Linked DNA regions of Sus scrofa: region 2 is linked to region 1. The links are chromatin contacts, called in public Hi-C maps. All regions are on one chromosome and are shown on one strand. Each heading gives the region's core, a stretch centred on a gene start, on an enhancer-like site or on the middle of the called end of the contact. The rest is flanking DNA. Distances are from core to core; before and after follow the strand shown.

Region 1 (3,631 bases), core at 350-2,849:
TGTCAGTGATGGTGTTAAGTGCCATTGTATGAGGTGAGTGACCACAAATGAACCCCTTATGAAAACAGGATCAGCTAAAATAATAGTACAGCATATATGTGCTGATAGACATATTAACTATACAGGTTCTTAAATTCTTATGGAAGAAACTAGGGAGAACATTCAAAGGCTAAGGAACAAAGGTATAAAAGTGTCACTGAGAGCTGAAAAAGCAACAATTAAAGCAGCTAATGGATTTTCACATTTGTAGCTCATTTTCCCAAGTGAAGTATATTGGATATCCAAACCAGGTTTCTCCAGTTTGTGTTATCTTAGGATGCCAGTGAAAACATAAGAAGTGAGATATATGAGATTAGCCACATATACCAGTGTATCCAAGGACATCAAATCCAAGGTTATCAAAGCTAACAAGGCACATTTTCAAAAAAAAAAAAAAATGTTTTCACCTCAAGCTTATACCACACCTAATCTATAGAAAGAAAAAGGGGGTAGGAGAGAAAGGTATATCCAAAGAGAAATTTATCTACTTAATTTTTTTAAAAAAAACCCTGAGAATATTGGTCACTTCCACTTTCTGTCCATGACAGCCCTAAAATCAAAAAAGATTTGACTAGCAAATTGATTTTAAGCATTATTACTTCCTTGCAAATGTTCTTCAGTTGGATGATCAAATCATCCACTTTTATTTTGCATCTTTTATCCTCACCCCTTCCTCCATTCCTCTGTTTTAGAGCTTACTGGAAACTAAGGACTAGGAGTGATTGGGGGTAATTATTAATCATTTATTGAGTACTTATGCGGAAGCACTACTTAAACTGGAAAAAATCAAAGGTGGATGAAAACTGTCCCTGCCTTCAGGAAGCTTACAGTTTTGTGGAAGAGAAACCTGCAATGAACAAGTGTTCTTTTATGATAATGCATGTACATTCAATTCAGAACACCAAAGTCATCTAAGGCACTAACTGGAATGTCCACGGAATCTCTACAGAAGTTCACGATTTTTAATTAAATGAGGACTGGAAATACTATCCCTTGACAAGTCGACCTTATCCTGGAGATCTCAGAAATTTCATTTTCATCCGTTAAAAAGGTGTATCCAGTACAGAAGACTTCTTTTACTGAAGTCCGTTTGTTCTTTAAATATCACACTGTCAGTTCATGGGAATCATTGCACACAAACGCACACACACCCCTACTTACTGAGACGTTCCTGGGGGAATTCGGAGGCCCAGTTCCATCCAGAAAATATGCATAAGCCTCAAGGCCCTGAGGGCGCGATGAGCCTCCATGCCCATTTTGGACACAGCGCGACTGTTACGGACTTGGTATAATCATATGGACCTTCACTTCCAAGCGACTCGATTTCAGAGTAAATCCGGGAATCAGAAATCCCTCCCTACCCCATCCCTGCGATCAATAAAGCTGGGGAGACCCTTAGAGAACAGATGTCTACATCCAGGCCGCGCCTGCCAGTCTGCTTCACGAGCTCCCCAGGCCTTCACCTCTCCCGTGCACATTTCCCCCCCCCCCGCCCCCTTTTAAATTCTTGAAATAACAGGGCCTGGGGGGCAGGAAGGGAACAGGGTAGTGCCTACTAACAGCCAGAGGATTGTGCCAGGGATAAAGCGGGCCCGGCGGGTGGCTCAGGGCCGAGGTGGGGCAGGTCCTCCCGACCCTGGGCGCAGAGCAAACCCCAGCACGCGGGGAGACAGCGCGGGCCTCAAGGGCGGAGAGAGCGCCGCCCTCCCGCAGCTCTGTCTCTTTCCCTGGCTCTTTCCCGGGGCCCTGGCGACCAGGAAGGTGCGCGGGACTGGAGCCGGGCAGAGGCTGGCTGCGTGCGATCTGCTCGGCTAACCCTGTCTTCAGATCCCCACTCGGCCGAGGCGGGACTGGGCTCCCCGGCGCGGCCCGGGCGCTCGCTCGCCTGGCAGCCGCGCGAGTGCGCCTGTCCTCCATCCTGGAGCCGGAGCTCCGCAACCGCATCCCCGGCATCTGCCGCCGCGGCTCTTCCACCCAGCGCTGTGGATCGAGGCCTCAGAGCGACTGTGACTCCTGGCTCGGAAGCTGTGGCCGCCCGGGGCCTCCAGGCCGAGGGATGCTGGAGCCTCTCCACTGCGCAGCGGGGTTACTGGGGCTCCGGAAACCGACAAGGCGGGGATGCTAGTTTGTCCTTCGGAGGCCGCGGCGCGGGCACAGCTGCTGGGTCTTTGGCAGATTCTACCTCCTCTCTTTCAAGGGGTTGAGCCGCCAGGCCCCAGACAGGCCGCCTCCTGAATCTCAGAGGTGAGACCCAGAGTCTGTCTGGGGATGGGTCCAGCAGAAAGTCCCCCTAGAGTCTGGGAACCACTCCCGTGTCGCAGACACAAAGCGGGAGCATGGTTGGAATCGGCTAAAAACACACCACACTTTCCCGAGGAAAACATTTTTCATGAGATGAATGGCGAAGAGAGTCCAATCAATGTTGAAAACATGAGACAGGTGCTGTGCCACACATTGAAATGATTCCAAAGGCACCGAAAACCCTGGGCCTGCATTTAAAAGGATTGATTCTGGTCCTTGAATTCTTCCCAGAATGTAGACAGCATATGTATTTAAATGAACAGGTAATTAAATGAAGCAGGATATTTGTATTGCCTATTTGGATTGTTTTACTTTCCATGAGGAAAAGCCAAGTGCAAATTAGAGTAATAGCATTCTAAGGAAAATGCTTTTAATAGAGCCTCCATCATACAAATGTAAATTATCCAAGTTGAAAATAATCGCGAAATAAAGCAAAATAAAATCTTGGAAGCATGCATGTGGTGTACACTGTCTCTGTAAAGAATCCTTGAATTCATTCACACTATTTCTCCCAAAAAGCAAAGAGAAACATAGAAAGTGTCTTTTCCTTTTATTTCTAAACTTTAATCAATCACTGTATCCCATTTACCTCATTGGGAATCCATCAGAGAATATCACTTTTGTGGTATCCAAATTTTTAAAAATAGGACTGTCAAATTATGATGAACTTGGAAAACTGTTTTCCCATTTTAAGACCTCATCTTAAGAACTTTGCTTATTTCTGTGAATTTTGTTTGTTTGTTTGTTTGTTTTTTACTGCACCCAGGTCATGCAGAAGTTCACCAGCCAGGGATCAAACTTGTGCCACAGCAATGACCCAAGCCTTGCCACAGCAGCATTCACAAATGCCAGATCCTTAACCTGATGAGGCACCAAGGAACTCCCTGATTTCTGTGCTTCTTACAGACGTATTCTTCAGTATAACAACAGTAATTCAATTAGTATCAATTCAGGAATTTAGTGTTCTATTCTTACACTGGACCTGATCTGGATCAGTCCCACCAAGCAGTTACCCTCTATTGCACCTTTACAAAAATGTTTGCTTACTATTCCTCTCCCCACATCCTCACCCTCTTTATTTCCTCTCCAAGCAGGGCTCCATTGTGAGTCTTCCTTTGTCTTGGTGGTGAAGTCTGGCTACAAAATCGGTTACCAGAGTAGATTTGTCTCATGTGTCCTACTTTCCCTTGGCCCCTTCCCATTTCCCGTTTGGAAATAACCATCCTTTACAACCTCTGTAGCTTTAGTCTACTACTTACTGCATTTTATTTTGAAATCTGTCAAATCAAAT
Region 2 (3,631 bases), core at 432-2,931, 1.4 Mb before region 1:
TTGTGTTGGTCCCTCTGCGGGCATCTATTTTTCCCCTTGAAGAAAAGCAGAGAGGTGGGACTAGGAGTGAGATAGGCAGAAACACTCTTGGCAAAGGATTCCTGGGAGGGAGAAATTGCCGGCTCACCCAGCTCACTTTGATACCACTCTCCTACTCTGTCCACTCTTGTGGGCAGAAGGGAGCCACATGGCCTTCCCGGTCTGTTGGCACTAAGGTTGGAGAGGGCATAACTGGGTAGTGGTGTAAAAATGAAGCACAGACTGCTGCCTTACAACCCAAAACAGCCACTCATCGTTGGTATGAAGCCTCTGTGAAGCTCTCCCTGTGCCAGGAATGAGCTCCCTGGGTGACACAGTGTGTGAGGAGGACAGTCTCCAAGGGGAGTCATCCCCAGGAAGGGAAAGTGAGGTATTTTCCCAGGACCAGGCTCACCTTTTCCATCCTTGGAGATTTGGGGAATCAAACATTGCACCACTCTGGGCTTGGTACCAACTCTGTCCTGCCAGCAGAAGATAGAACAGGGCATCATCTGGGCAGATTGCTGCTCTGTAAGGAAACAGGCTTATCTGGTCCTGTCGGCAGAGGAATGATGTTTTTTCCCCAAAGATCTCAGCAGATGTAACCACAGCACAGATCGCCAGGATGACCTAACTCAGGCTCTCTCAGAGAGACAGCCATTGGGCCCTCTCTATTTACTGGGAGGATTCTGATCTTACTGAGATCGTCCAGGCATTCAAGGGCTGAACTGTTGGGCCAGTTTCCCATCGACGCTTTATGATGCCTTCTCCCAAACCTCAAGCTCTTGCAGGTCAGATATAGCACAGGTACTTAAAACCAAACTGCTGAGTTATAACTTGCCAGCATCCAGCTTCATATGTAATACTTTAACTAAATTAGTCTGGTAACTTGCTAATGGACATAGTTTATAAAGCGCCTCCAGTCACCCGTGTTTAACTCGAAGGGAGAGACAGTTTGGTAAAGCAGAGAACACCGCCATGTAGTGGTACTCTGCTCTCCGATTCCTGCCTTTGCCAATTATACACATTAGTAATTTTGAGACATGGACCCTCTGAGACTCCCAAATATGATATAAAATTTTCTCTAGAAATGTACAGACAAAACTCATAAAAAATGTTTTGGGATTAATTTCAGATGTTTCATGGATCCCTAGAAGTACTCTGAAAAAAAGAAACTCATTTCCGATGCTCCAGTCTCTCGCCCTTAGAATTTCTCTAAAGCTGGTTTCCCTAATCCACGGCAGAAAGAACTTTCCAAATTCCCATTCAAACTCAGATTCTGTCGGGACGCCAAATTTGACCGAGGAATGGCGATCAGGCCCTTGAGCTATGACAACAGAGGAAAGGCCCCTTTCTTAGTAAAACGGATGCATTTATGAAATCTGCGGACCAGTCTACGTGTGGAAAGAGGCTTGGTTTCACGATTTCTGGAGTCTCCATTTGCTGCCTAGAAAGGAAAATAAGAGTCGCCCTGCGGGACTCCAAACTGTGGCAGCAGCGCATGCGTGGAACCACCCTAAGAAAGGGGCTGGGATGGGACCCGCGCGGGGCGGGTCGAAGGAAGACCGCCCCTTTAGTTCTGGGCGTTAACTCCTTCCCACCCCTCCCCCGAGCTGTCTCTCTTCACCTCTGACCTCGGAAAGAAGTGGGTGGGGCCTTTGGGGGCGGAAGTAGCGGTGCATTGTGGGTTAGTCTAGAGTTGAGCGGAATGAAAGTGGCGCGCGGTCGCTGACAGTAGCCCGGGTCGGGGCTGCTCGGGTTCGGACGCTGGCCGGGATTCGGGTGCCTCGGACCTCGGGTGCAGAGCGAACCGCGAGGAGGCGGCGGCGGAGGCGCGGCGAGCGTTGGTGGAGGGGGCGGCTGTGCGCGGCCCCAAGACATGGCTCACAACAAGATCCCGCCGCGGTGGCTGAACTGTCCACGGCGAGGCCAGCCGGTAGCAGGTAAGCGGGACGGGGGGGTGGCGTTCGAGTGCCTGAGCACCCGCGGGTCCATGGGTGGGCTGAGGGGGCGCAGCTTGCGATAGTTCAGTGTCTGGTGGTGGTGTTTCAGGACCGAGATGTGCTCGGTCCGATGAAGCTTCGTGGATGAGTGTTTGGGAACCTGGACCGGAGCAAGTGGGGGCACTTGTCAATATCCAGTAAGGCTGAGTGTTGCCATCGGGAAGGTAGATAGGGGGTTTGTGTGGCAGGAGCTGAGGACTAAAGAACTCAGTGGGCAATACTTTTCAGCTTAGGAGTTTGTGAAAGGTTCTCGGAAGGGGAGGGGACAAGTGTCAGTTTTGAGATGAAGGAGGTTGCTAAAGAGGAGGAGGAGGGGCAGTTTTTAAGCGGTGAAATTGATCTACACTGAGACTGGAGGTTTGTTTTTGTTTTGTTTTGATTTTTTTTTAACATGACTCACGTTGAGGGCTTTTTCATCTTTGACTTTGACACAACAGACTTTAAATTTAAAGCCTGATAAATTTTGACTTCCACGCGCGCAGGTACACACACACCCTGTGAATCACAATCAAGGTAGTAAACACATTCAGCACCTTTTATGGTTTCCTCCTGCGTTTTGTGATCTCCCCCGCGCCCTCAACCAGTGATCTGCTTTCTGTCGCGGTAGATTTAGTTTGCATTTTGTATGCTCTTTTTTGGGGGGGGGGAATCCTCTGTTTTCTTTCACTCAGCATTACTGTTTTGAGATTTATGCATGTTCTGGTATGTATCAATAGTTCGCTCTTTTTATTTCTTAGTATTCTGTTGTTATGAATACAGATTAGTTTATCCATTTACTTTTTGATGGTCCTTTGGGTTGTTTCCAGTTTTTGACAGTTGCAGACTAATTTGCTGTGAACATTCACCTACCTTTCTTTGTATGCACATGTGCTTTCATTTCCCCTGTGTAAATTTTTAGGAGAGCAATGCATCATATGGTATGTGTGCATTTAACCTTAAAAAATACCAAATTCTTTCCCACAGTTATAATATTTTGCATTCCTGCTATCAGTGTATGAGAGTTCTGTTTGCTCCACATCCTCTTGGACACTTGATTTGATCAGTCTTTTAAATTTTACCCACTCTAATAGCTGTTTAGTACTTATTACGGTTTGATGTTGAGCATCTTTTTATGTGCTTCTTGGCAATTCATGTATTATCTTTTGCAAAGTTTCCAAATCTTTTGCTGACTTTAATTTTTTATTTTTTATTTTTGTCTTTTTAGGGCCGCACCTGTGACATATGGAGGTTCCCAGGCTAGGGGTCCAATCAGTTACAGCTGCCAGCCTACACCACAGCCACAGCAACGTCGGATCCTAACCCAATCGTCGACCTACACCACAGCACACAGCTCACTGCAACTCAGTATCCTTAACCCACTGAGCGAGGCCAGGGATGGAACTGCCACCTCATGGTTCCCAGTTGGGTTAGTTTTCACTTTGCCACCATGGGAACTCCTCTTGCTAACTTTAAAAATTGTGTTGTTTATCTTATTTTTGGGTTGTTAGTGTTTTTTTTTTTTTTTTTTGGAACTGTTTTATTTATTTATTTATTTATTTTTGTCTTTTTGCTATTTCTTTGGGCCGCTCCCGTGGCATATGGAGGTTCCCAGGCTAGGGGTGTAATCGGAG

What was found. Hi-C and Micro-C count contacts between places; a contact is called where the count stands out from the background.
Region 2: a Hi-C map of skeletal muscle shows a contact between it and region 1, with 6 times the contacts expected there. The contact joins the promoter of RNGTT here to the promoter of ZNF292 in region 1. A contact is called at or near these places in 1 of 5 promoter capture datasets (fetal liver), 1 of 47 Hi-C or Micro-C datasets (skeletal muscle) and 1 of 2 datasets of contacts at active chromatin or transcription factors (skeletal muscle).

Annotation. Positions count from the first base shown.
Region 1 is chr1:55,613,218-55,616,848 of Sscrofa11.1, reverse strand. It overlaps ZNF292 (zinc finger protein 292), which reads right to left and starts at 1,599. Exons shown (of 9, transcript XM_003121280.5): 1 at 1-1,599.
Region 2 is chr1:57,060,035-57,063,665 of Sscrofa11.1, reverse strand. RNGTT (mRNA-capping enzyme) reads left to right here and starts at 1,681. Exons shown (of 16, transcript XM_021089928.1): 1 at 1,681-1,961. The coding sequence starts at 1,898.